Linked DNA regions of Mus musculus: region 2 is linked to region 1. A link is a contact called in public Hi-C data. All regions are on one chromosome and are shown on one strand. The core of a region is the stretch at or near the end of the contact, and the rest is flanking DNA. Distances in the headings are between cores, read along the strand shown. Region 1 has its middle 13 kb from the start of Gm41322. Region 2 overlaps Rad21 (RAD21 cohesin complex component).

Region 1 (5,460 bases), core at 339-2,838:
GTGTAAGTATCAGACCTGAAATTTCATTTAAATGATTAATATAAATCTTATTTCTCAGGCAATTGTTAACCTTAAGGTAGTTTTTAATGTCATAATTTTGTGTTGATCCAATGAGACAAGTATTTCAAACATAAGAGTTTCCTTGGAAAGAGTGTGTATGGATGTGTGTGTGTGTGTATGGATGTGTGTGTGTGTGTGTGTGTGTGTGTGTGTGTGTGTGTGTGTTTGGGGTGTGTGTGTGTGTGATTTAGCAATTGATTTTAATAATAACCACAGCCTAACATAACACACATTTATCTAAACACAACAAACCTGCTTCGACATAGAATGTAGAAAAAAAGGCCAGAGTCTTAGGAGATGATTAAATGTTTGTAAAACACTTGTGCCTAGCAAGTTTCATCAGAGGGTCACATTACAGTTGTGAAAAGCTACACCATGTAAATAATTGGATCATTTCCATAGAAGACATTGTAAATATATAACCTGAAAACTTTCTCACTATCTTTTAAAAATTCTTGCCCTTATTGCTTGGTTATTTTGCTGAGGGTTACTATAAGTTTAATATGCTTTTACATATTAGCAATAATTTCTATGAAACATTCTATATTAACTTTATATCATGACAACCGAACTTGTATTGATACTTAATGCACATATGTGTGATATATTTTTGTGCCTGAGGCCATTTATCTGCAAATATTGCTGCTGAAGGTTAGGCTAGCTGTTTCCTGGCTGTCTCCAAATTGCTACAGGATGGATTTTCTCAGACACAGAGTGTGCGTGGTCAAGATCTGTATCTTGCCCATATCGTTAGTTTCTTGTACAGCTGGATCTGTCCCAGTTCACTGCCCCAGAGCAAACAGAAGCTATTAATATTTTAATGAATTACCTTTGGGGCGCCATGGAAAAAAGAAGAAAAGAAGAAGAAGAAAGCAATAAGATTGCCAGTTTCCCTGAGGGATTGGGAAGCCTGAGGCAGTTTCATCTCCTGTCAGCCTTGGTCCTTGAAATGTTTCCCTTGCTAAGTCTCCACACTGTCATTTCTGACTATCTTGGCATGCCTCAGCTACACCATAGTCAGCTCTTCCTTTCTGTTTTGCAATTATCCAGTTTGCTGCTGGGGAAAAAGACAATCTCTAGGCAGTGTTTGTAACACATTTGGGACCATTTGGGGAAAGGAGAGAGAGAGAGAGAGAGAGAGAGAGATTGATTTAACTCTAAGCTAAAAATCACATCCTATTTCCTCATTAAATAAAAGGTAGTGTTCATATCTGATATTAGCCTTGACTAATACTATCATGAAAGATTCATTTCTAGTCAGCACCCATAAAGACTTTCTTAAATGTCAGTGACAAAGAAACCCCAAAAGTATTGTGCATCTTCCTGGTGAGTTTACTCCAGGTTTGAGCAGTGCATTAAATCTAGCTCTGGGATTTTTCAGCCCTTGAAGCCATGCCGGTTAAAGGCATGCTTGCAAAGTGTGACAGAGCCACTAGATGGCAGGAGTGCACCGCCTAAGATGAGAGCCATCCTCAAGCAGATAGCTTCAGCCTCCCTCCTGGCAGATGTGGGGGAGGAGTTGCTGATTATTGATTGGTTCACTGACCCCTGTCTCCTCCTCTTCTCCTCTAGCTCTAATTGCAATCCTGGATGCGATTCTCCCATGGCCACCTCTGTCAGGGTGGGTGGCTTCAAAAACTGTCTTGCTGGACCCTGTAAGTGGATCTGCAAGATGACACAGCCTCTTTAGTTCAAGGTGGTCTGAATATCTTTTAACTTACCCAGCCCAGTAATCCTGGAAACTGTCAGAAAAGAGTCCTAAATATGCCCCTGACTGGGAATGCTAGTTTCTCCAAGGATTAGTGTGGTGGGTCAATAAACCTGCCTCTGATTAACACACCTGGTTTTTCTACCATGCTTGTCTTTGCTCATTCATTTCCTCTTCCATTAAATGTGTATGTCGTTCCTACCATGAATTAGGTGCCAGGAATACAACCATGGATGAGACATATTCAGGCCCTTTAGGAAGTCTTCTGTTTAGGTACCAGAGGTTTTTAAAGGCATGATAGATGAGTGATAGTTGATACAGAAAGGGCAGATGCAGGACATGTTAGCATCTCTGTTGTAGAAGATAAAGAATACAGACGATTAGAAATGGGACAGGCAAGGAGTTGGAATAGGAAAATCTCAACCTAATGTCTAACCTAGAGATTAGAAGAATCTGCAACTGAGGTAGGAGAGGGTGCTGTGAAGGAAGAAGTTGTCTGGCTAATGTGAAGCCAGGCATGTGGGCAGAGGACGAACAAACCAGGACCAGATTGAGACAGTCTCCCCCATGCTTCGACAAAAACATTTCTGCTTGAACTTCTTTGATCAGTGGAGAGCTGTGAAAGATCAAGTAAAAGGCAGAGCCCTGGTCCTATCCAGTATTATAGACAGATCAGGCCAGAGCCCTGCTCCTATCCAAACATAGACAGATCATGGCAGAGCCCTGTTCCTATCTAGGTTTTGTAGAGACATCATTCTGATGGCAGTAAGAGAGAGGACAGTGTTAGAAAATTACAAAGTTTGTACAATTACAAAAACCACAAGTTAGATCATGTAGGGACACAGTCAGTATCCTATGAGCAAGATCAGGAGGATATTTGGAGGGTTTTGTTGTTGTTGTTGTTGTTTGTTTGTTTTGTATACATAGAGTGAGAAAACTACTGACTAACAAATGACTTCCTTTGTCTGCGGCAAGTACAAAGAAAGAGTAGCCAGTGAGTGGGCAGTTAATGTTGAATCTCAATGTATAATGTTCAAATAGCACAAAACTGTAAATTTGCATCATCCCCCCAGCTCCCTGACATGAGTGGCTTCATGCATGGTAGGCTTTACATAAAACGATATCTGGCTGATATATAGCTTCAGGATGAAAGAAAGCACTAGTTTCCTAATCTTCACGGAGCTGAGAGATCAACTTTTTTTCTCTCCTTAATAAATTCCTTCCTTGAGTTTGTTTCTATTACACATTTTGGATTTGGCTGCACATACTGTATTTTCAAAGCCTTCAATAGACATCTCAGTAAAACTAAAGTAGAAGTTGCTCAGGACGAATCAGCAAGCACTGAATTGATAGCACCCCAGAAAGCAATATAAAAATATGTTTTGAATGGAATGTGTATACAATTCTTAGAGGTACTTTTGACACATAATTTGGAAGTTTTCTATGATTAATAGTACCATGGGAATTGAAATAAAGAAAGGAAGATGAGAGAAAGAGAGGGAGAGGGAGAGGGAGAGGGAGAGGGAGAGGGAGAGGGAGAGGGAGAGGGAGAGGGAGAGGGAGAGGGGGAGGGGGAGAGGAAGGGGGAGGGGGAGAGGAAGGGGGAGGGGGAGGGGGGAAGGAAGGAAATGAGACAAACAATTGAGTTATCTAAACTTCCTGGCATTCTAAAAACACACAAATCAACAACAACAACAACAAACCAAGGAAGCATAACAGAAGATAGCTAAACATTTAAGTTCTGAAAGAAGAGAATTGAATGCATGGTCCACAGACTGATGCACTGTAAACACATGAAGAACTGTGGCCTTCTGCAGGTCCAGGCGTCAGCCAACAGTGCATGTCCTGACTCAAGATTTATTGCTCTTTACTAGGTTGCAAGCACAGCTAACCAACACAGGTACCTTCCTTCTCATCACTCTTAGGCCCCACGAAGGACAACAGATCTCAGGCAAGGAAACACAAGTGCAATGCATTGCCTTAATAAATACGAACCTTGAACTAACTCTCCAATATTTCTCTTCTTTGTGACTGTGCTTCCGTAGAAAGAAATGTGTGCCTGTGCTTGTGACATACAGCGGAACAGAGCCACAGGACACAAGTACATTGCCTTGGCCATCATTCCAGAGACAGAATTCTGCTATGTTTGTGTCCACTTGAAATGAGCACCCGCTGAAAAGAGACAGGGAGTCTCCTAGGTCCTTAGAAAAAGGCTGCTGCTGAAAAGTGGGAAGTGTGCTAGACTTCGTCTCACATATCAACTCAAATTGATTGCAATTGGCTGCACGGAGTGCCCTGCTGAGCAGTGTTAGTAAGACAGAAAGATTGTTTTTCAAATGAGCAATTGCTTAGGAAAGGAGAGTAGAGGCACAGAGCATGGATTCCTTAATCTTTCACTACACTATCGCTTAATCAATATTATTGACATATTTAGAGAAAGGAAGCATAGAGTGGTAGGAATGTACTGTTAAACACTGTGGAGATCAGACAAGCCATCTGAGACGGGAAAAGCCCGTTGCTGAGTCTTGGAGACTCTCGAATTCACTTTTTCGGGCAGGTGAATACTGTTGAAGGATAAACCTAGCTGATCAGTTTTGATTATGGCTTTGGAATTATTGAGAATCTGTGTTCAGGGAGGCCTCTTCCTATAATTGCATAATAGGGTGTTTTGAAGCACAGTGGATTATGCTGATATGAGTGAAAATGCAGTGATCAAACGTGGATAATTTTTCTAACAATCACGTGAAACATTTATCATCTCCATGTGTTGGGAACATTCAGTCAAGAAAGGCTTTGAATTTAACTTCAACGTTCACTATGACTGGGAAGAAACTCAGCAGATACAAAGTGTGGGTGCCTAAGAAGCAGATAAAATCCTGGTTCTGAAACGATATGCCCAAAGATTTGCTACAGGTTCTGGATAATGCATTTGGTCATGTCTACTGACATGTCTTGCTGATCATTCCAGACTGCTCAGGGACACAGCTTGGAAGTAGCTTGCTTGTGACTTTGATAAAACCTACATCTGTTAGCCAATAACTGAACTTGTAAAAATAATAAAATTAAACCATGATATAAAAGCACATGATTCAAGAAACTTGGGGTCTACGTTTGAACTGATACAAACTTTAAAAATAGTCAAATATGACAATTAAAATGCATGGATTCAAGTTTAATGATTTTGGAAAGAAAATACTATTCAGCTTTGCTTCCTCTGGCTATCCGAATGTGCTAGGGAATAATGTATTTCCATATCACTCTCAGATTCTAGGGCAGGCTGGTACTTGCTTGGTGTTTTCTATTTCCCATGACTCTGATACCTCTTTTTCATCATTACATCTCCTCTGATTGGACTCCTCTGCTTCCCTGTCTATAAGGGCATCTGTGAATTCACTGGAACAATAAAATGGCCCTTTCTCAAGGTCCTTAATCTATTCACAATTCCATTTGCTGTGTGAAACAATACATCCATACTCACAAGCGATAGACGTGCAGGTTCCGTAGGGATCTTTGGTTTTGAAAGTTTTTACATGCAGTTAAGATTATCTGCACATTCTGTTACTGATGTGAGATTTTTTTTTATTGTATTTTTATCTCTCACCTAAAAGACAAAACAAAAGTAAATGTGAAGCAAAGCTGATTTTTATTTCTGCTTGTTAAAATCCTTGGGACAAGGATTGAATCCAATAGGT
Region 2 (5,623 bases), core at 2,659-5,158, 480 kb after region 1:
TGCTGCTGGTGACGCTCAGCTACTCGCCGTGAGATGGGTGGGCTTGTAGAACAACGGTGGCTGTGTCCAAAGCAAGAGAAGCCGATGTGGAGAGTCTCGGATTTTCCCTCATTATTTTAATTTTTAACCATTTAAGATAACAATGATCATAATGTATAGACTGATTGAAAATTTCTCTTTAGAATCGCTAGCTTGACTCACATTGGTATTAATATGTATGTATGTATGTATGTGTATGTATATATATATATATATATATAGAGAGAGAGAGTTGATAGTTATTGTAGGAAGAGTGAGGGATCCAGAGGGTAATGAGCTGGGATGGAAGGTCATGTCCTTCCTAGAACAGTTCTAATTTGAAGTTTTTAACAACATGAAGACTTGACAGCCTAGAGAAATCCTTTCATAGTATTTGCTTTTCTGCTAGGATATTGAAACTGCATATGTTGTACACAGTATTAGTTTTATTGTCAACATAAGAGTAAGTTATATTGTCTTGTAATTGACTACATTCAGAAACTATGTTTATAGCTCATTTAATTGTTGCACACACCAGAGTCCGTTACCTGCAGAATTTACAGGATTTGAAGCAGACCTCAGCTGGGGTGAAGTCATTCATAAGATCAGTATAAGACTTTAAGTCTGGAACTATAAGTCATTGTTTGGGTTGAGTGTGGCTTTCCTATGCCTCCTCTGTTGGGATAGTTTACATTATTTCTAACTTTTTGAACTCCTAATTCTGTTCTGTGTAATCCAGCCATTGAAGCCACGGCAGCAAAATGATATAGTAGAGAAAAGGTGGTCTTTTCAGGCCAGGGAGATGGCTTAAGGAGTAAAAGTGCTTGATGTGTAAGCCTAATGACCTGAGCTCGGGTCCCTAGAACTCAGTAAAAGCAGACTGAGGTGACTCTGATCCTGTGGCGAGAAAGGCTTTGGAAAAAGGAAACTCCTCCTCCTGCCACCACCCCAGCCCCACTGCACAGAGGCTCCTCGGCTAGTTATAGTGCAGTTCACAGCACAGTGGTAAACTAGGAGAGACGGGCCCTTGTTTGCCTTTAAAAAAAGGACAGACAGACAGACAAATGCACGAGGAGAAGCCCAACAGTGGTTCAGTAGGTTAAGTTATTTGCTTAAGGTGGACCGAACCATGTGAGTTGAGTCTCTGGGACCTATGTAGTAGAAGTACCTACTCCTGCAAATTGTCCTCTGGCAAACAGACAAATGTGCCCACTAAATAAATGTAATTAGAAAAAATGGTGGTGGGCAAATTCTGAGCCCTGGTGTTGTTCTGTAATCCTATAGACATGTATGCACATAAACATTATACCTGCATATTTAACAGTTGAAGAGTAAATGTTTTTCTTAAAGGGTGGTCTTATTTAATAAATAGTGCTAGAACAAATGATATCAGCATGTATGAAGACAAATCTGGAGACATAACTTATTTCTTGTAAAAATAAGTTAACTCAGGGTCATAGGCCTAAAATGTGAAGTATAAAACTAGAATATAACCTATTAAGACTCAAAAAAAGCCTATGATGAAATATGCCAAAAATTTTAGGCAGATGTTAACTGTAAGCCCAAAGTCTTTTTCCTTGATACTTACCCAGAAGTAGTTGAAAACTTAATGTCTATATTTAAAAACAAAGAGATGTTCATAGCATCTTTACTCAGACTTGCCACAACATACAAAGCGTTTAGGAGCTCCTCAGTGGATGTGTTGATAAAAACTGGCCTATGCATAGACTGCTCTGCAAAGGCTTTCTACTGCAGAGTTCTGACTGCAGGACACGCTTGGAAAGGCACGGCTGGCTACAAAGGTAGTGAAAATCTGAGGGGTTGGGGCAAGAAGGAAGTATGAGTAGGCAGACCACAGGCTTGATTTAGAGCAGTAGAGCTGTCTGCCATAACTGTGATGGTGAGTTCATGACCCTGTCCATTTAGTCCATCTAAGTGTAGAGGTACTTGAAAACCAAAAGTGGGCTTTGGGTTACCATATATTGCTGTATAATTTATCACTTATAAATGTACCAGTATGCCGGGTGATACAGAGAGTAGGCCACTCCTGCTGGAACAGGGGAGTGTACAGGAAATACCTACTTTTCCTTACTCATGTGTGAGTGAAAGGTGCTCTGAAAATGTGCTGGCTATAGCAGACATTGTACTACAGCTCAGAATAGAGCTTTTTAAAATTCAGTCCTAAAAATACAGTGCCATGTACAATAAACATGCACGTATGGAACTATATGTATGTGCAGGGTTTACTGTCTGCACATAAAAACATACACACACAAAGCCTACAGTATGCTTTCTGTGCACTAGTTGGAAAGCAGAAGTTCGTGTACACACACACACACACACACACACACACGTGCATACTTGTTGACAGAAGATGAGACTGGAGAGATAGCATTCTTTTCTTTCTTTTTTTTTTTTTCCTTTTATTTTTGTTTTTGTTTGTTGTTGTTGTTGTTTCGTGACAGGGTTTTTCTGTGTAGCCCTGGCTGTCCTGGAACTCACTTTGTAGACCAGGCTGGCCTCGAACTCAGAAATCCACCTGCCTCTGCCTCCCAAGTGCTGGGATTAAAGGCATGTGCCACCACACCCAGCGCATTCTTTTTTTTAATATCCATAAATCTCAAAACTACTTTGGCTCTAAGGATACTTGTTATAATGTACATAGAGTACTTTGTACACTACAAAAAGTCTGAGAGATAAGAGTGTGTTAGCAGGCATATGTATCAAAAGATGGCCTAGGCGGCCATCACTGGAAAGAGAGGCCCATTGGACTTGCAAACTTTATATGCCCCAGTACAGGGGAATGCCAGGGCCAAAAAGGGGGAGTGGGTGGGTAGGGGAGTGGGGGTGGGTGGGTATGGGGGACTTTTGGTATAGCATTGGAAATGTAAATGAGCTAAATACCTAATAAAAAATGGGAAAAAAAAGAGTGTGTTAGCAGATATAGATAGTTTGACATTAAAGATAACTGGTGGACCCCACAAATTACTCACTTAACATTTTTCAATCATTGTGGGTCTTTATTAGGGTTTAGTGTAATATGGTGTGAAGCTATTGGCCCAGGGAGCTGGCCTGAAACTGCTGAGCATTTCATGCTGAGGAAATGGTTTATTTGTTGAGGTTGGGGTTGCTCTGCCTTACCTGGGAGCTTCTATGAACTTTCCCAACTCCTCCCATTTGAAGAACCATCCCAGGCCCCCTTTGTTTAGCATATAGCCGGTGGCCAACTTACTGTATTTACATCCTTCTGCTTAAAGCACGTCTTACCTAACTTTACCCACTCTAAACCAAACTAGTACAGGCGCTACATTTGGAGGTTGCTCATTGTAGACATGGAAGGGGTTCTGTCATTCTTTCTGTGTCCTGGATTTGATCAGATTTGTTATTATTTGAGAGGTCTAAAAATTTACAGTAGCAAGTTTGTTAGTCTTGCTTTAAATCACATAAGATGACCATAAATACAGAGGCTAGATTGCAGAGGAGTCCTAGACAGATGCGGTGCTAACATACAATGGACATAATTTTAAACATATCTTTTAATGAGTATGTTTTTACCATAGAATTTGGGAAGCTTGAGTTTATGGTATGATTTGAATGAAGAACTATCTGGGGGAACTTTTGAGTTCATGTTTTTTATTCTTTGAATTATTTGTAGCCAGGAAAGTTTTGAATATTTCTGTGTCTGTTTAGGTCATTATTGTGTCTTCTGATCTAGTATTAGGAAGTAATTAACAGTGCTTAACAAAAGGAAAAGTGTTAAAGGGACATTCCAAGACAGATCTAATTGGTCCCTAGCACAGAGATGAGCCAAAGCCTTAGCTCGTTGACTGTCCTTTGGTGCATCATCACCCACACAGCAGGAAAGGGAGAAGACAGAGACATTCTGTTATTTCAAAGCCCTTCTCAGAAATCCGCTGGCAAGCCCCACCTTTCTTTCTCAGTTGACTGAGGTATGTGTGTGCGCCTGCTCAATAAGACGTTTTAACCGACAGGTCTGAAATAATCTTTCTTTTTTTTAAGGCCAGGAGTGTTTGCTTCTAAAACAAAATCACAATCCTTGGTGTGCTGATGGCAACATCCATGGGAAGATCGGCTTTCTGCTTCATAGCTGCCTTTATGTCTAAGTGAATTTATGAATTACTGTCGTTTAGTCTGTGTTAGGGGAGTTAGGAAATGGTAAGGTGCAAATATTTATTAACCGACTTTAAATCACCCAGAAAATAAAGAAAAAGCACAAGATCCTTATAAATAGCACAGGATATGCACTTTCCAGTACACTGCCCTCGAATGTAATCCACTGACCGTGGATGTAATGCTCATCTCTTGCTCAGGTGAAGATGGCGCTGCGGACGTCAGGACACCTTCTCCTGGGAGTAGTCCGCATCTATCACAGGAAAGCCAAATACCTCCTCGCAGACTGTAATGAAGCATTTATTAAAATAAAGATGGCGTTTCGGCCAGGTAGTGTGCCTTTCTTTGTTTTTTAACCTGTGAGGCTTCCCATACCATGGTGGAAACTGCTAATTGTGTGTTCTAGATAGGTGTGGTTTTTTTCATAGCAGCTCCCATTGTAGGGAGCACTGTCCATTTTTAGACTCGGTGTTTACCTAGTCTCAGCAGCTTGCAGCAGCTGAGTCATCGGAGCAGACATGCTGCAAACTGTTGATGTGTGAATTATAAAAGGTGGCTCAAAATGCAACTGGGTGGGGGGCTGGCTTTTTCCCCCTGAACAGTCTTAACATAATTTTAAAATCACATGCACTTTTAATCCTGAGACATTTCATTTAATGGTCTTTGTCGTGTCAGTTTTACAGTTTTGCTTGAGGTAAGATTTGGTTCTAGAACCAACCAAAGTAAATAGTATCTGTAGTATTCATCTGGACTCACATTCTACAATTTGAAATGATGAAATGTTGCTGTTTTAAATGATCAGACTATGTGCTGCGGATAGTGGAGTTGTCAGGGTGCTTGGAGGCAAGCACGGAGGGCCTGAGGGCAGTCTCCAGTGACGATGGAAAAGGCTGGCAATGGTGGCCCCTGCCTCTGCTGTGTACTGTAGGGAGGAGATGGGCTCATCCCAGGGCCTCTCTGACCAGCTAGCTTTGTAGAATCAGTGAGATAGACGTGATGTGTCAGGGTGCTTTTATATAGCAGCTTCCGTTGATGCTATATTCTAATACTTCTATTTTAGTACATGATAGTAAACTACCTACTACTTTATTTTTGTGTGATAAAGTATATTTATTGCATATAGCACGCTAGACAGTAGTTTTTTTTGTTTTTCGGTTTTTCGAGACAGGGTTTCTCTGTGTAGCCCTGGCTGTCCTGGAACTCACTTTGTAGACCAGGCTGGCCTCGAACTCAGAAATCCGCCTGCCTCTGCCTCCCAAGTGCTGGGATTAAAGGCATGTGCCACCACGTAGACAGTAATTTTTTTGTCCTTTATAGTTGTCATGTTATTTTTAAATACTTTTATCTGGAAAATTTTGAACATAGCCAACATTTTGTGATCCTTTTCCTAAGATAACCACCTCCTACTTAGGGAGTTGCTTTGGTTCTGTAAACATGAAGGGCATGAGTCCCTCGCCCACATTATAAGAAAAAA

Evidence for each region. Hi-C and Micro-C count contacts between places; a contact is called where the count stands out from the background.
Region 2: a Hi-C map of embryonic stem cells shows a contact between it and region 1, with 3 times the contacts expected there. The contact joins two enhancer-like sites. A contact is called at or near these places in 2 of 39 promoter capture datasets (hippocampal neurons and liver), 8 of 484 Hi-C or Micro-C datasets (Sertoli cells, cerebellar granule neurons, embryonic somatosensory cortex and 4 more), 2 of 115 datasets of contacts at active chromatin or transcription factors (a beta-TC-6 cell line and embryonic stem cells) and 1 of 9 other capture datasets (embryonic stem cells).

The regions. Positions count from the first base shown.
Region 1 is chr15:52,455,064-52,460,523 of GRCm38.p6, reverse strand. No RefSeq gene overlaps it. Among named protein-coding and RNA genes, the nearest start is that of Gm41322, 13 kb to the right of the region's middle. Within about 2 kb of position 1,588, at least 22 of the 459 cell types and tissues checked have an H3K27ac peak or open chromatin away from gene starts, as enhancers often do.
Region 2 is chr15:51,976,901-51,982,523 of GRCm38.p6, reverse strand. It overlaps Rad21 (RAD21 cohesin complex component), which reads left to right. Exons shown (of 14, transcript NM_009009.4): 3 at 4,350-4,479. Among named protein-coding and RNA genes, the nearest start is that of Gm52217, 11 kb to the left of the region's middle. Within about 2 kb of position 3,908, at least 18 of the 459 cell types and tissues checked have an H3K27ac peak or open chromatin away from gene starts, as enhancers often do.